2 separate regions of the Siniperca chuatsi genome follow, and region 2 is linked to region 1. The links are chromatin contacts, called in public Hi-C maps. All regions are on one chromosome and are shown on one strand. Each heading gives the region's core, a stretch centred on a gene start, on an enhancer-like site or on the middle of the called end of the contact. The rest is flanking DNA. Distances are from core to core; before and after follow the strand shown.

Evidence for each region. A called contact is a pair of places that touch in the nucleus more often than the background predicts.
Region 2: a contact with region 1 is called in a Hi-C map of an unstated tissue, with 2.2 times the contacts expected there. The contact joins the enhancer-like site here to the promoter of amer1 in region 1. A contact is called at or near these places in 2 of 3 Hi-C or Micro-C datasets (skeletal muscle and an unstated tissue).

Annotation. Positions count from the first base shown.
Region 1 is chrLG14:9,696,384-9,703,405 of ASM2008510v1, reverse strand. amer1 (APC membrane recruitment protein 1) reads right to left here and starts at 3,976. Exons shown (of 2, transcript XM_044223547.1): 1 at 3,474-3,976; 2 at 1-1,997. The coding sequence starts at 1,890. It overlaps gab3 (GRB2-associated-binding protein 3), which reads right to left. Exons shown (of 10, transcript XM_044223554.1): 9 at 6,389-6,508; 10 at 4,440-5,671. The coding sequence ends at 5,552.
Region 2 is chrLG14:9,740,937-9,747,464 of ASM2008510v1, reverse strand. It overlaps msna (moesin a), which reads right to left. Exons shown (of 13, transcript XM_044223556.1): 13 at 4,023-6,528. Among protein-coding and RNA genes, the nearest start is that of LOC122888706, 4.7 kb to the left of the region's middle. Within about 2 kb of position 2,719, the one cell type or tissue checked has an H3K27ac peak away from gene starts, as active enhancers do.

The DNA.
Region 1 (7,022 bases), core at 2,727-5,226:
AAAATCTGGGTCAGATGTGCTTCCGAATGATATGCTGCTGTGCCTTTTCTCACAATCAGCATTTATAGATTTTGTTCTTTTTTCAGTGGAAGCAGGACTATTTCCCTTTTCATCATATATATCCGGTTCTGTGTCATTCTTGTTGACTGACGCTTGTGGTTTTGAATTCAAATTACAGGTTTTATTTGTGCCGACTTCCTGCTGACCAACCATATTTTGTGCCAACTCCGAGGATTTACTGCATGTGCTCGGCATCTCTAGAAAATCATGATCTTTATACAGTTCAGCACTTATTTGTAATCGATTCATTTCTGGAACAAAGGCAGAATCTGTCACATCAACTGGCTCACTTAAATACTCGCACTGTTTGGAAACGGGCATTTTTGATTTGTTTTCATAATGTGGACTGATGAGACTCTCATCAGGTGCAAAAAGTTCATAGAGGGCATCACCGCTGTAACTGTCCCTGGGTAATCTGTCTGTCCTTAATCTGTCAGTTTTTTCTTGTCCTTCATCTGGCCCTGGGGTCATAGAATCATAGTAGCCCTCATCACTAGTTGGAACTGATTCTTGATGCTCACTTTGAGGAGTTAACACATCAGCAATTGAAGAAGTGTCCATGCCACTGGCTTGCTGTGCACTGTTACTGTTGAGTAAGTCCATATTGTGAGAACTTGTCAGGTCAGCAGTCAAATCTGTGTGGTCTTGGTTGCAGGTATAGCAAATTTCCTCTGACGCATTATTTGCCCAGAAATCATTAAGACACTCCTCATCCAAATCTTCGGGTGAGGCCATTTCTTCTCCTCCACCCTGATAAGTAAGATAACAAGAGGCCCTCTTTCCTCCATTTCTGCTCCTTTCTCCAGAAACCGTGCTCTCTGTGATGCTGTCATCTTCTTGATCTGCAATAATGTCCCCACAGCCAGTGAGTGAATCAAAGCTCTTTAATGATGCAACATCTCCAAAAATCAGGTTTAGCTGATCCGATGAGCCAGCGGGTGTTTCAGACTTCAATACAGGCTCAGACATCATCTGAAGTTTCAGACAAGGCTCGCTGTGGCCTCTAGAACTCTCCTCATATTCTCTGGAAACTATGGCCACCAAATTCATTTCCTGCATTTCATCATCACAAATCTGATCATCAAGCTCAGACTTTGGGCTTACTTGCTCCTCGCTCTTCTCTGATGCCATTGCATCAGCATCAATACATTCAGGGCCAATGGAAATATCACATATAACATCTGCAAAATCAGGCACATCAGGTTCAGATCCCAGGCACTCTGTGACATACTGGCTGGTGTTGTTCTGGACAACGGGCACCTCTTTCTTGCAGTGACGAGAGGACATTGCAATCATTTCAGTTTTATCCAATCCACCATTTCTATGGTTTCTGTGATGCTTCAAGCTGTGAAAAAGACCCCTCAAACCCTTTTTCTGCCGGGTGAGAGTCAGTGATTTCTGGTCAGCAGTGGGGTGACGACATTCATTGCGGCAGCTACTGTGGAGCTCTCCAGCAGAGTCCCTCTGGCTGTGGTACTCAAAATCTCCAACTGAGGTGTAGCCACTTCTCAGATTGTCATCATGACTAACCTTACTCAGCCCATCGTGTGTTCTGCTTTTGGTGATTCCTTTCTTAGAAGACCACTTGTTCTGATTTTTACTCCTTCCTCCAAAAAAACTAGGTAAAAGACAGATACTTTTACGAACTCCAAAAAATGTCAGGGCAGTCCTCCTAAATCTTCCAGATTTCTGGGATTTCACCGTAGCATTCATCGTATCCGACTGAAGCTCTTCCGTGATGTCATCAGGGCCGCATCGGGAAAGCTGTTTGGAGACCGAAGCTAAATCCTTGGTGTCACTTGGCAGCTCATCCACCTTGCGAGAAGCCATGGCTACCACGTTTACAAAAGCAGTCCAACAGAAGGCATAGTAGCTGAATTTTCTAAATCAGCTGGTAGGATAACTGCAGTGAATTTGTCCTCCATCTGATATGAGCCCTGAATTGAGAAAGTTGAGACCAAAATCAATGATCAACTCAAATTCAACATTGACCACATTGATATGAAACAAACACATTTTTAAACTTATTTCCATTAGGGGGGTGGAATTTATAATACTAACTGGTGTCATCTGTATCACTGTGGCCATCAGCCTATTTTACTTTTTTTGACATCCACTAGTGTATGATGAGATGACAAGACACGTTTTTTTTTTCTTCCCTTCCCTGCTATTAGTTCAGCCTACTATTGGAGATGAGAGTCACACTTTTGTCAGCTAAAATGACTCAACCCTATATACAAAGAAAACAAATTACTACTTCATATTTTTTAACATATTCTCAGTCAGAGTGGATTTGCATGAGCCAGAGTCTCCCCTACTCTTCTCTCTATGACAACTCAGTGTCTGCATGGCTTGTTCTAGTGTGTGTGTTATGCTTTGTGTGGCCATGTGTGTCTGTCTTTGTGCCTTTCCTCTCTTTCAGACACTGGTGACTTGCAATGATGAAAAAAAGAGAAAATGTACAAAATGTGGTTACAGGCATAGGGCTATTAGGTGTTGCTTCACTTGTTTTTTAAAGCTTGCTTTATTGTGTCCCTTAGCAGTCTGAGCTGGAAGTCATGCAACCATGGCTCAGTACAATACTGTGCGTTGCTTTGCTGGTGTTCTAGATTTAGGAACTGTGTAGAGACCTCTGGTGGCATGTCTAGCGGGGTAGGTGTACGTTAGAGCCGAATGTGAGTTGACTATACAAACAATTAGGAATTTTCAATATATTAAAGGTTTCTGACTGCAAGTTCAAGTTTTTATGCCTCTGTGGTGTCTTGTTGTCTTACTTGCTTTCTTACCTCACTGTTTATTTTACAGTAAATTTTACTGTTTTGTCTTGGCACCTACTGCATGTACACCGGCCCTGGTGTATTCCCTGGTACAAGGGTCTGCTATGGCCTATTTTGTTTCTGTGTATGTTTAATGTGTATTTTTGCAAGTATGTTATGTATTTGTGGGAGAATAAAACTAAACTACACCAATAAATACAACCATATAGTATTGCAAAGCTATATCTAAACTTCCATGCATGCCAGAGTAAAATAAAGACAGACTAAGGCAAAACTATGTTTAGTCTACACAGTTACCTACAGAAGTGACTGATTGAACATTAATCAAATATAAAACAAAACCCGTAAGATTTTGACTTGTATTTTGATATAAAAGCCCAGGTGATAAAGCAACAGGCTAGAGATGTAACTATGCCACAGCTGTACAGTTGCTCTGCCACAATAAAGACCATCGGTGGCAGGTGGGTCGAAAATACTCCAAAAATGTACTTTAAAAGAGAGCATTAGCAAAGATAATAGACTGTAGCTAACAGATATATGTGAGACCGTAGTTTCCATGTAAACCAAACAAAATGCCACATTAGCACATTCAAACCACGGAGCTAACTGAGTCATGAAGTAAACAAACTTACCAACCAAAGCCAAAATCTCGCAGCAGGGAGCTCGTGTTGGTTTCTCGGCGAGGTGGAAGAGACGAGGTTACCTCTCAATGCATGGTTTCTGGTAACGCTAACTCGGCTTTAACTTTGGGTTACTGCAGCGGACTTGTGGTCGACTCGGGCCCCGGAGTAGCTTACACCAGATACGGTTTCATTTGTTTCCAGCTACCGTTAGCTAGCTGGGGTGTTTGCTAACTACGTTAACCCAAATCACCGGTGTGTTTGTGGCTGTAATGTGAGTCTGACAGTAGCTAGCGGTGGATAACGTTAAATAACATCGCAGCAAAACAGTATGGTGTATATACGCAAACCAACAGGGATTGGATTAATGTGTCTAGTTTAGCTACGCATGCCGATTTTACTTGAGATGTTAACAAAACCCCCAGCGTTTAAATGCTGGATGATGACTTCCTCTCCCGACTTCTCAGGTAATTTTCCCAAATCTCCTTCAGACTCCTCTCGGCGCATGCTAGTGACGCAACATGTGTGTAACGAGTGTTTTATAAAATAAAAATAATAATAGAATATTCAATCCGGAAAAAAACTCATAATTGCATTAATTTTAAAAACAATTAACGCCACTATTGTTTTTATAAATATATTTTTTCCAAACAAAGTAGGCAGGGAGAGTTCCTTCACCAATGTCTATCCATTCCAAAATACCCTTATTGCTAACATAGGACTTGGGTTAACCTTTATGTCCATTTGTACAATTTTGAAATCATTATATTATCCACACATCTATTATCTATCTATACTTATCTGTCTAGATAAATTGTTTGGTTCATGGTTTTATTTATATGCTTTACACATTGTATTACACATTTGTCTGCATGGGAAAGGGAACCTTAATGAGGTGAGATATTTTTTATCTGCTTAGGTGTAATGAAAACAATTGATGATTGGTGTGTCATCTGTGAATTGAAGAAAACGGTTTTATAAAGTTTTTTTAATATAAACTTTATTTATACTTATCAGAGCATAAACATTAGAACATGCCAGTGGGAAGACACACACACAAGACAAAAGACATAATATAATTAAATAAATAACCAAAACATAATAAATAAAACATGTGAGAGAAAACATTAAATGTAAAGGAAATGGGGATTATTTCAATATAATTTTTGACATTGATCATGAAAACAGAGAATGATGATTGATAGTTACGGATGTAATATTTAGCTAGAAGCAGGATAAGGTTAGAGTAAGAGTTCCCTGTCTTACAATCAGTAACCAAAGATAACATTTTCAAACCTTATGGATGTTTGCGTGGATATAGGCTACAGGAAATAATTTCCATGACTTGTTTCCAGAATCTCTTGGTATAATCATAGTACCAAGTGAAAAAAATCTTCAATATGAAGGTCACAGAAGGAGCAGTTCACTTCAATATCCTGCCTGAATCTTTTAGATACCTCTTGGTAGGGTGCAGAGTAGCAGTGTCACTTGCACACTTGAAATAAAAGCCTTCACTTTTTTTTTCAACATTTCGACTCAGATGTAAAAGTTATAAAGCAAAAGTTTGCTGTTCTCGAAGTTTTGAATGTTTAATGGACCGCTATTTCAGTAGCATAGAAACATTGGAAACACTTGAAGAATGCTGCATAGGTTTTTGAGATACCCTTTATGAAAGAGAAATATTTAAAAAAAACATTTTATAATTAAAATATTCTTCTTCAGTCACAATTACAATACATACATTTACAGCTAGTCTCACAGAATATTTTTTTTTTACAATGAAGCAATATGATGTCCTTTCAAAAATTTGTAAAACTTTATGCTACAGTAAAAAATCATTGTGATACAGTGCACAGTCTGGTATTATTTACAGTACAGATCTACTGAGAGTTAAATACGTTTTTACAGTGCAAGTACAGTGTTTCCAACCTGCAAACAAGCACCTAACTGCTTATTTACTATTGTGCTTTTATTTCAATACTATTTTTCAAAGTGCTTTTAAATTGTTTTTGGTCCTCTTCATGTATGTCCGCTGTGCTGGTGTTATTGTTGGTCTTCTTGAAACCAAGATTTTTTCCATCATGTATTTTCCATTCATGTTTTTGACTGCCGGACATCTGTCCACTCCATTTTGGTGCTTTGCAGTGCCTGTGTCTTCTTCTCATCCACCTGCACGTAATCCACTCTGTACTCATCAGACAGAAAGGGCTTCTGCTAGACACGGAGAGGGAGCGATGAGGAGACAGTGATGTGATGTGGTTACGTTTTAAAAACAGATTCCAAAGTGAACACGATACTGCTATACCTGTGCGAACAAACACTCATGTTGCACTTAATGTATTTAAACTACTGATGCTGTTTAGTGTACTGTAGAAATCTTTAGGATCATATCTTTGATCGTGCATTTCTTATTACAAGTTATGTTGTGCACAACATTCAATTCTTCAGTGCCATAATAGTAGCATTCTTGCATCAACTGCTTCAACATATCACAAGCAACAAGTCTTCAAAGACTGTTGATAGGGTTTCTTACCCTCAGAGTGAGCACTGATTTGGTCATTTGAATAGTAATAATAAGGGTCAGTGGAGCTAATAGTTGGTGGTGATTGTAATGATACACCCCTGCTGGGTGTGAGGTAAGGTTAAAAAAATTCCTTTTACAATGTCAAAGATGACTAATCTGTGGTTTTAGGTGTTCTCTCTCCACTTCAGACAGTGATTTCATTTGTTTCCCAGGATGCCTCGGCAACATCCATAGCTTGTAGCATTTAAGTGGTGCAGGTAGGAAGGGTGACAGAATAAGTGCTAGCAATAGAACATTTACATCAACAATGTTAGTCTTGTCAAGTTAAGACAAATCAAGAAGTCTGTTACTGTCTATACAGTAGGCTACAATAATAAGCCAGTGTCATTTATCTGATCAAAACATACCTTCTGCACAGGCGACGGGGATGCGGAATTGAAATCCAGTGACAAATAGTCAAGGTTTGATCTTCTCGCCCAGGGTTGAACCACTCCATCAAAGGAGATACAGAACTGTTGCATTGACTCCTGTCAGAGAAAGAAATAGATGAAGACCTTCCTGAATCATCCCTGTTCCCAGTTTGACAGATCTGAAATATGTACAGTTCCTAAGACTGCCTTAGATTGTTCATTTTCAAATTGAGATTAGGAAATCATAGGAAGCTACTTGTGTGTGCATCCACCTGATGCCTGCCAGCATGTTTTTGCAGGACAGCGCAGCTCACCAACACATGACTAATATGGTTCTCTTAAAACTTTATTCTAGGAAAATAATTTTCCATTTCCAGGAACAGCCTTGTACAACATCGCACTGTTACAACTTCTCACATCCTGAAAGGTCCCCAGTGCAATTACAATTTGCTGAGCAGAATATTTTAGAAGCACTCAGTCACTTTCCACACCCACATTCTTATGTGTGTGTATAGATTTGTGCACACCTCTCTCTCACCACTCTCAAATGGTCCTACGGTTATAAGAATGTCAGAGTTTGTTCTTTTTTAGTGTTCTGTAAAAGAAAAACTAGTAAAGTGAGGTCCAAAAT
Region 2 (6,528 bases), core at 1,470-3,969, 45 kb before region 1:
CCTCTTTCCTCTCTCCTTCTCTCCCTCTCCATCTGTATGCATTTTTATCCCATTATTGCATGTTACTAACTCGACATCTTCTCTCTCCCGTAGTTGCTTTCTCGTCTCTCTCGTTCTGTCACTTTCAGCAGGTATTTCTGCCTCTGGAGCTGCAGAGACTGAATCTGTGGTTGTGGGCCACCTGCTGCCCCCGTGTTCCTGCTCGACAATTGCTACTGCAGTTGTTGTTATTGGCTCTGTTACTAATACTGACATTATTTTTCTTATAGCTGTCATTCCTGTTATTATTAATGTATTAATATTAACACCGTAATAGTGTTAAAACTATGAGATCAAATTAAGTATTATGGTCTGTTTTATTATTCTGTATCACTCTATTCTTGATTTATTATCTACATTAATAACAATGTCAGTAGTATTCTTCTTTAATTTTGGAACATAGCCGTCAATGGCCATCATCTGCTCCTTTCTGCTTCAAGGAAAAGCATCAGTGTTTAGTCTACACAGCTGATTGGTGGGCTATCTGTCAGTTTACACCCCTGTGCACGAAAGCTACAAGGATCAGGGCAAAGAAAACGGTTCCAAAAGGCTTCCCATGGTGTGGAACGTTGCTTTACTTTGACACAGAGCACCCAACAACTTCTTGTCAGCCTATGTAACCAGCCCACCCAGCACTTAGTCCCTGCTAAGATTTTATAATGTCTGGATTCCTAAACTTCCAAGGAACACTCTGTAAAAGCCTGTCATTTTTTATTGCACCACTATTTAACATTACCCACTTTTTTTGTAACAGCCAGAATGTACTATGCACTGTGCTGTGTAACTTCCTCATGTTACTCTGGACCAATGTACCATGAATCACTCACTGGACTTCCCTCTACATTCACTTCCTTAATACACAAAGTGACTGAAAATTGAATATACTGTATAAAAACTGTTCAGACTGGATTACAGAGTGGACTGTTGTTCTTGTGGAAGCTCAGCTTTTTCAATGTGCCTGTATGTACCAGACTGATCAAAATGTTCCACCAATCTCTTTGCAGCAGCATGCAGGGGAGGAAACATCAAGTCTACAGGGATACAAGAAAGAAAAAAGCTGGCTGTGATGAACCCAGATGGCTTGGGGAAGCCAATAGGAGGAAAAGGCCTAAACTGAACTTGATCTTAGATAACAACTGCCACCATAGCTATGGTGGTGAGTGCAGCCATGCACCATGCATTTTAGAAGGTCCTATGAATACTTTACAATAATTCTTTTCTAAATACCCCCATCCTCAGCCAATCAAGAAGGCACCAGCACCCTGATACAGTTCCGTATGTGAACCACCTTCACTAAATGCTAAGGTCTGCAACATATAGCATCCTGTGACTCATGCAGTAACTATGCAAATGTACATATCATCTACATCTGCAAAGTGAAGTGAATGTTCCTGGAAGGTGTAGGCTATAGTAGTAGTAATATTGTATAGTATAGTATATATAGTATAGAATAGTATAATATAGTATAGTGTAGTAAAGTATAGTGTAGTGAAGCATAGTGTAGTATAGTATAGAATAGAATAGTATAGTATAGTATAGTGTAGTGTAGTGTAGCGTAGTATAGTATAATATAGTATAGTGTAGTATAGTATAGTGTAGTATATAATAGTGTAGTATAGTATAGTATAGTATAGTGTAGTGTAGTGTAGTATAGTATAGTATAATATAGTATATTGTAGTATAGTATAGTATAGTATAGTATAGTATAGTATAGTGTAGTGTAGTGTAGTATAGTATAATATAGTATAGCATAGTATAGTATAGTACAATATGGTATAGTGTAGTACAATATGGTATAGTGTAGTATAGTATAGTATTGTATAGTATACCATAGTACAATCTTAAGAGGATGTATTAGTCTTTCATGTATGTAAGGGCCAAAATTTTGTTGAATAACTTTCAGTTGTTCTAACGCTGTATTGCAGCACTACTTTTATTATATCTCACAGTTCAAATACAACATGTTAAAACTGTTAACTAATATCAGTAAAACGTAGTATGTCGTTATAATTGCCCAAACTTAACATACCTAAGGAAGTGGTGGCAGATCAGAAACCCTCAAATGATTTGCTGAAGGAACAACTTAAAGTTCAACATTTTTTTCACTTATTCACTTTCTTGCAGAGAGATAGATGGGAGGATTGATACGACTCTCATGTCTGTACGATAAATATAAAGCTACAGCCAGCAGTCGGTTAGCTTAGCTTAGAAGACTATAAAAACAGGGGGAACAGCTAGACTGGCTCTGTCCAAAGGTAACAAAATCTGCCTACCAACACCTCTAAAGATTTGTTTGGAAAGGCACTGACAAGCAAATTATTTGGTTGTTTTGGCATGAAGGATTGTTGGTCACATGATTTGAATGTGCAGAGGGCAGTGAAAACTTTTACATTGTTACAGATCAGCCATGAGTTCCCAGAATGCCCTAATGCACAATAATGCTATGACCCAATTTATATTCATATTGAACATTATTTTAATATTATACTCTATTTTCAAAACTCTAGTTTGGTCAAATTTAGAACAAGATATTTGACACTTTGAGAATAAAGTATTACAGTAAAGGACTTGAAGGACAATGGGATGTAGTTAAAGTTCCCATCTGACAACTTGAAGAAGAATGAAGCAAGGAAGCGAGGAAAGCTAGTAATCCTGACTTTTTCTATGCCAAACACTGAAGTATATACTATGAGTTTTGTTCATACAGTAAGGCTCATTGCAGCTTATCTCTAAGTGGCAGTTCAGAGTGTGAACCATTTCAACACCATTTTCAGGACACTAATACCACAAATATAGAGGAAGTTGGAGATGAAACAACACCACCTCCCTTTGGTGTTGAGAAAGAGATGGTTGATTTTCATCAAGTCGTTCAACAAGAATGAACTGAATTTCCTATTGCAAAAATAGCTGATACCTTAACTTAACTTAAGTATTTATTTAGCTACCACGAATAATTGAATTAATGTTGTATAATATTTAGCTACCACAAGTAGAAAAGGGAAGTACTGTCCATACACTGCAATTATTTTCAGTTCTTTTTCATTTAACATACTAATGACAAAATGTTATAAAATGTTAAATGCTGTTGCACTCAGGTGGCAGGCGCTTATGGTTGTGGAAATGTGCTCCTGTTTAAGTATAAGAGGCAGAAGCTGTCTGCATCTGCACCCAGATTCATAGGTTTTAAACTACAAATCAAACAGAGAGTTTTTTATTTGCTTGCCTGTTAGTCACTGGGTTTATTATATATTTGAGTTTTGAGTCTAGACCTGAATACTCCAAGTAGAATAGTTTCAGAGGAAAAAAATCAACTCTGGGAGATATTTCAGTGTTTACCGTTTTAAAATGTTTGCAGAAAAATAATTTGCAGAACAATTTTCCATACGTAGTGAGGGTCTGGATGGTTTTGGAGGTCCTGTATGGCCATGTTTTATTATCTGGTGAATGAGATCCTGCTAGTTTTAAAATTCTATTATGAGAAGTTGTTTTGGTAAAGTAGAGAACAATTAACCTCAATGTCAAATTTCTTTAAATGTTTAAGCATACTATATACAGATATGTTCACTATCGATTAACATGACCTTTATATTTATGCCAATCCAGGTATCACTGACCAATAGTTCACTGATGTGAAGAAGCCCTCATTGCAGGCTGAGGGTAAACTGCCACCATGTGGCTCATTGCAAGACTGCAACTAGAAGTACAACAGCAGGTGTGATGATGACTTGGATTAAATCTTGTTAACCATAGGGCCAAAAGTGGATCTGATGAGTATAATTGCTATAATGTGGAGTCCCTGTAAACATATTAATGAACTGCATGTCAAGATAAATTTAAACTTAAGAAATATGGAGTATATGAGACACGACATGAATGAAATTGGTTTTATACTTCAATTATTGCAGAAATGGTAGTCATCAGAATCAGAATCAGTAGTATAATAGTATTAGCTGTAAAATGCAGAAACCGTCAGGACAAGAAAATACAGTTTAATTAGACTTTTATTAATTTTTTTATCCTTGGTGAAAGGAAAAATTGAAGCAGCAAGATCTGATGAAAAACCTGGGCAAGGCACTGTCTGTCAATTTACAATATTAATTATGTTTCAGTCCTTTTTGCTTCAAGACAAAATATTGAGTAGCATCTTTAAATTCATTTCTTTTTCACACATGATCACTTGAGTTCAAATTACACTTGATTCTTAAAAGAAGGCTGTCAATACATGGTGCTTCAGGTAGAACATACAGTGTAGCATTATAAAAGTTATTGTCAAAGGCATAGAAAGGTATCCAAAATAGCAACAACTGCATTTTTATATTTCACGGCAGACACAAGAACTATACGCAGCAATGGGCAAGAATACTGTATATCAAAATGCATCTTGGTACAAATGACAAATGTTCATTCAATAAGAGAAATCAAAATAAAATAAAAAGAAATATTTATCACTAAAATATATTTACTTTGAACTTCAAAATAGTGAAAATAAATCTTCAAACCCTAATTTCTAAGTATCCGAGAACAAGCAAAACCCTATGCACGTCTGAATGCCAAAATGTAATCTGGGACAATTGCACAAGGAAGTACATTATGTTAATTTTTGTGCAAAATGTTTTAGTCTGGTTTAAAATTTCCATTCATGGTGTATTGTCTGCCTATAGCAATATACCATGAACAGCATTTCCTGTAGCGGCTGGCTTTTCATTGGTCCTATCACAGGCTTTCGCGTGTTGCTTGTCCCATCAGCTTACTGTCACAGCAGTGAACTGCTCAATTAGTTTACAACAAAATACTGTTTTCAAAATGCTGTTCTTTCTGAACAAAAACTGCTATCTTTGACTAGTACTTCTAGATTTTATCATACAAAAATATCCTCAGAGGTGTCTATTTTTCATCTTCACATCTGAAAAATCCAAATTACAAAATACACAAATGTAATTAAATACATAGAGTATATCAAAAATGCATGCATTGGGAACTGTGCCCATCTAGGCCAGTAAGTCTGTTTTGACTTATTTTGCAAAGGTAAGTTATGTTTTTCCAGTGCACATTTAATGAAATGATTTTATTTTATGCATCAACTTCTATGAAGATTTTGTGGAAAAAAGGTTCCTTCTGTGACACATGACTGAGCAATTAAGATTAAACTACAACTTTTACCTTTACAAATTACTTTATTGGCATTTGTTTACCAACAAAAGCCAACTTGACATGTTACAATTACAGTGTAATTCCTTATGCTGTACCGGTTATATCAATGCAAAAAAACAAAATCTCACTGATGAGCAGAATTGAAAATTAAAAGCAGGCGAATTAAACTAGGGTAAAACTCTTATAGGTTCAGTACAATCAACTTCAAATGTCTGATTAGTTTTTTAAATTGAATGCTGAATTGAATTGATGATGATACTGATTAACACTCAATTTTAGAAAAAGTGACAAGTGAAAGTTTCTACAGATGTGGGCTGTGTAGATATATAGATATAGACAATACATGATTTTTATTAGATTTTGCAGGTAAAATTTCAACCTCATTTATTCAGTGTATGCAGGCTAAAAACTTCTAGCTAGTGATTAAAATGCTTTTCAGACACCAGATTTGCATTAGTTGCTTCATAACAAAAATTCAACTTCTTTTTCTTATGTAACATGACAGGGAGCCTAATTGTGGACATATCTAAGAAAGATTGTTTCAAATATTGTACAAGGCAAACACATAGGATGTAAACCTTAGGATTCTAGGATTTTAGGTTATGCCATATCAAGTTCATTCTGTCCACAACGCTACGCAGATTTAAAAGGAAATTAATTTGTTTAATAGCAAACTTCACACTAAAGCCTTGTAGTCTGACTAGAAGGTGTTCAGAAATGTAAAAACAGACAAAAAAATCTACATGATAATGATTAAAGATAATTGACCTTTAATATCACCTTGTGAGTGGGGTGTAAAGACTGTATGATTTGTAACAGTTGGCAGATTCTGAATACAGTCAAGTAAAGTAAATAAATTGTAAATTTGCAAAAAATAATACTGCTCAAATGAATGCTCCACACAGACAGATTACAGTGCATTTGGTTTTAAACTACGGGCAACGGAACATGGAAGAAATATTACTGTCTGAAAAATCCAACTCGCTGTGAAGAACCATTGCATGTGTACAGCAGAAATATGTCTACAGGCAGCTTTCAAACTGAAATTTGGATTGGTCTCTGTGTTTTATTTTGAAATCATGATACAAAAAATGTGACAGAAATATATAAAGAAATTACAAATGCTTACTCAATGAGTTATGAAATGAGGCGTGAGCCCAATACTAATATGCTACATAAACCCCTTGTGAGGAATGTACTAATAAAATACAGTATGTCCCTTTTCAACCAGTGACTTGCCTAAATTCAAAGTTAGGAATGATAACAAATGGAGTTTTCCAGATCCATATTTGAACATTGTGCTGTGCTTGTGCAACCATGTCATGTTGTGGATCTGAT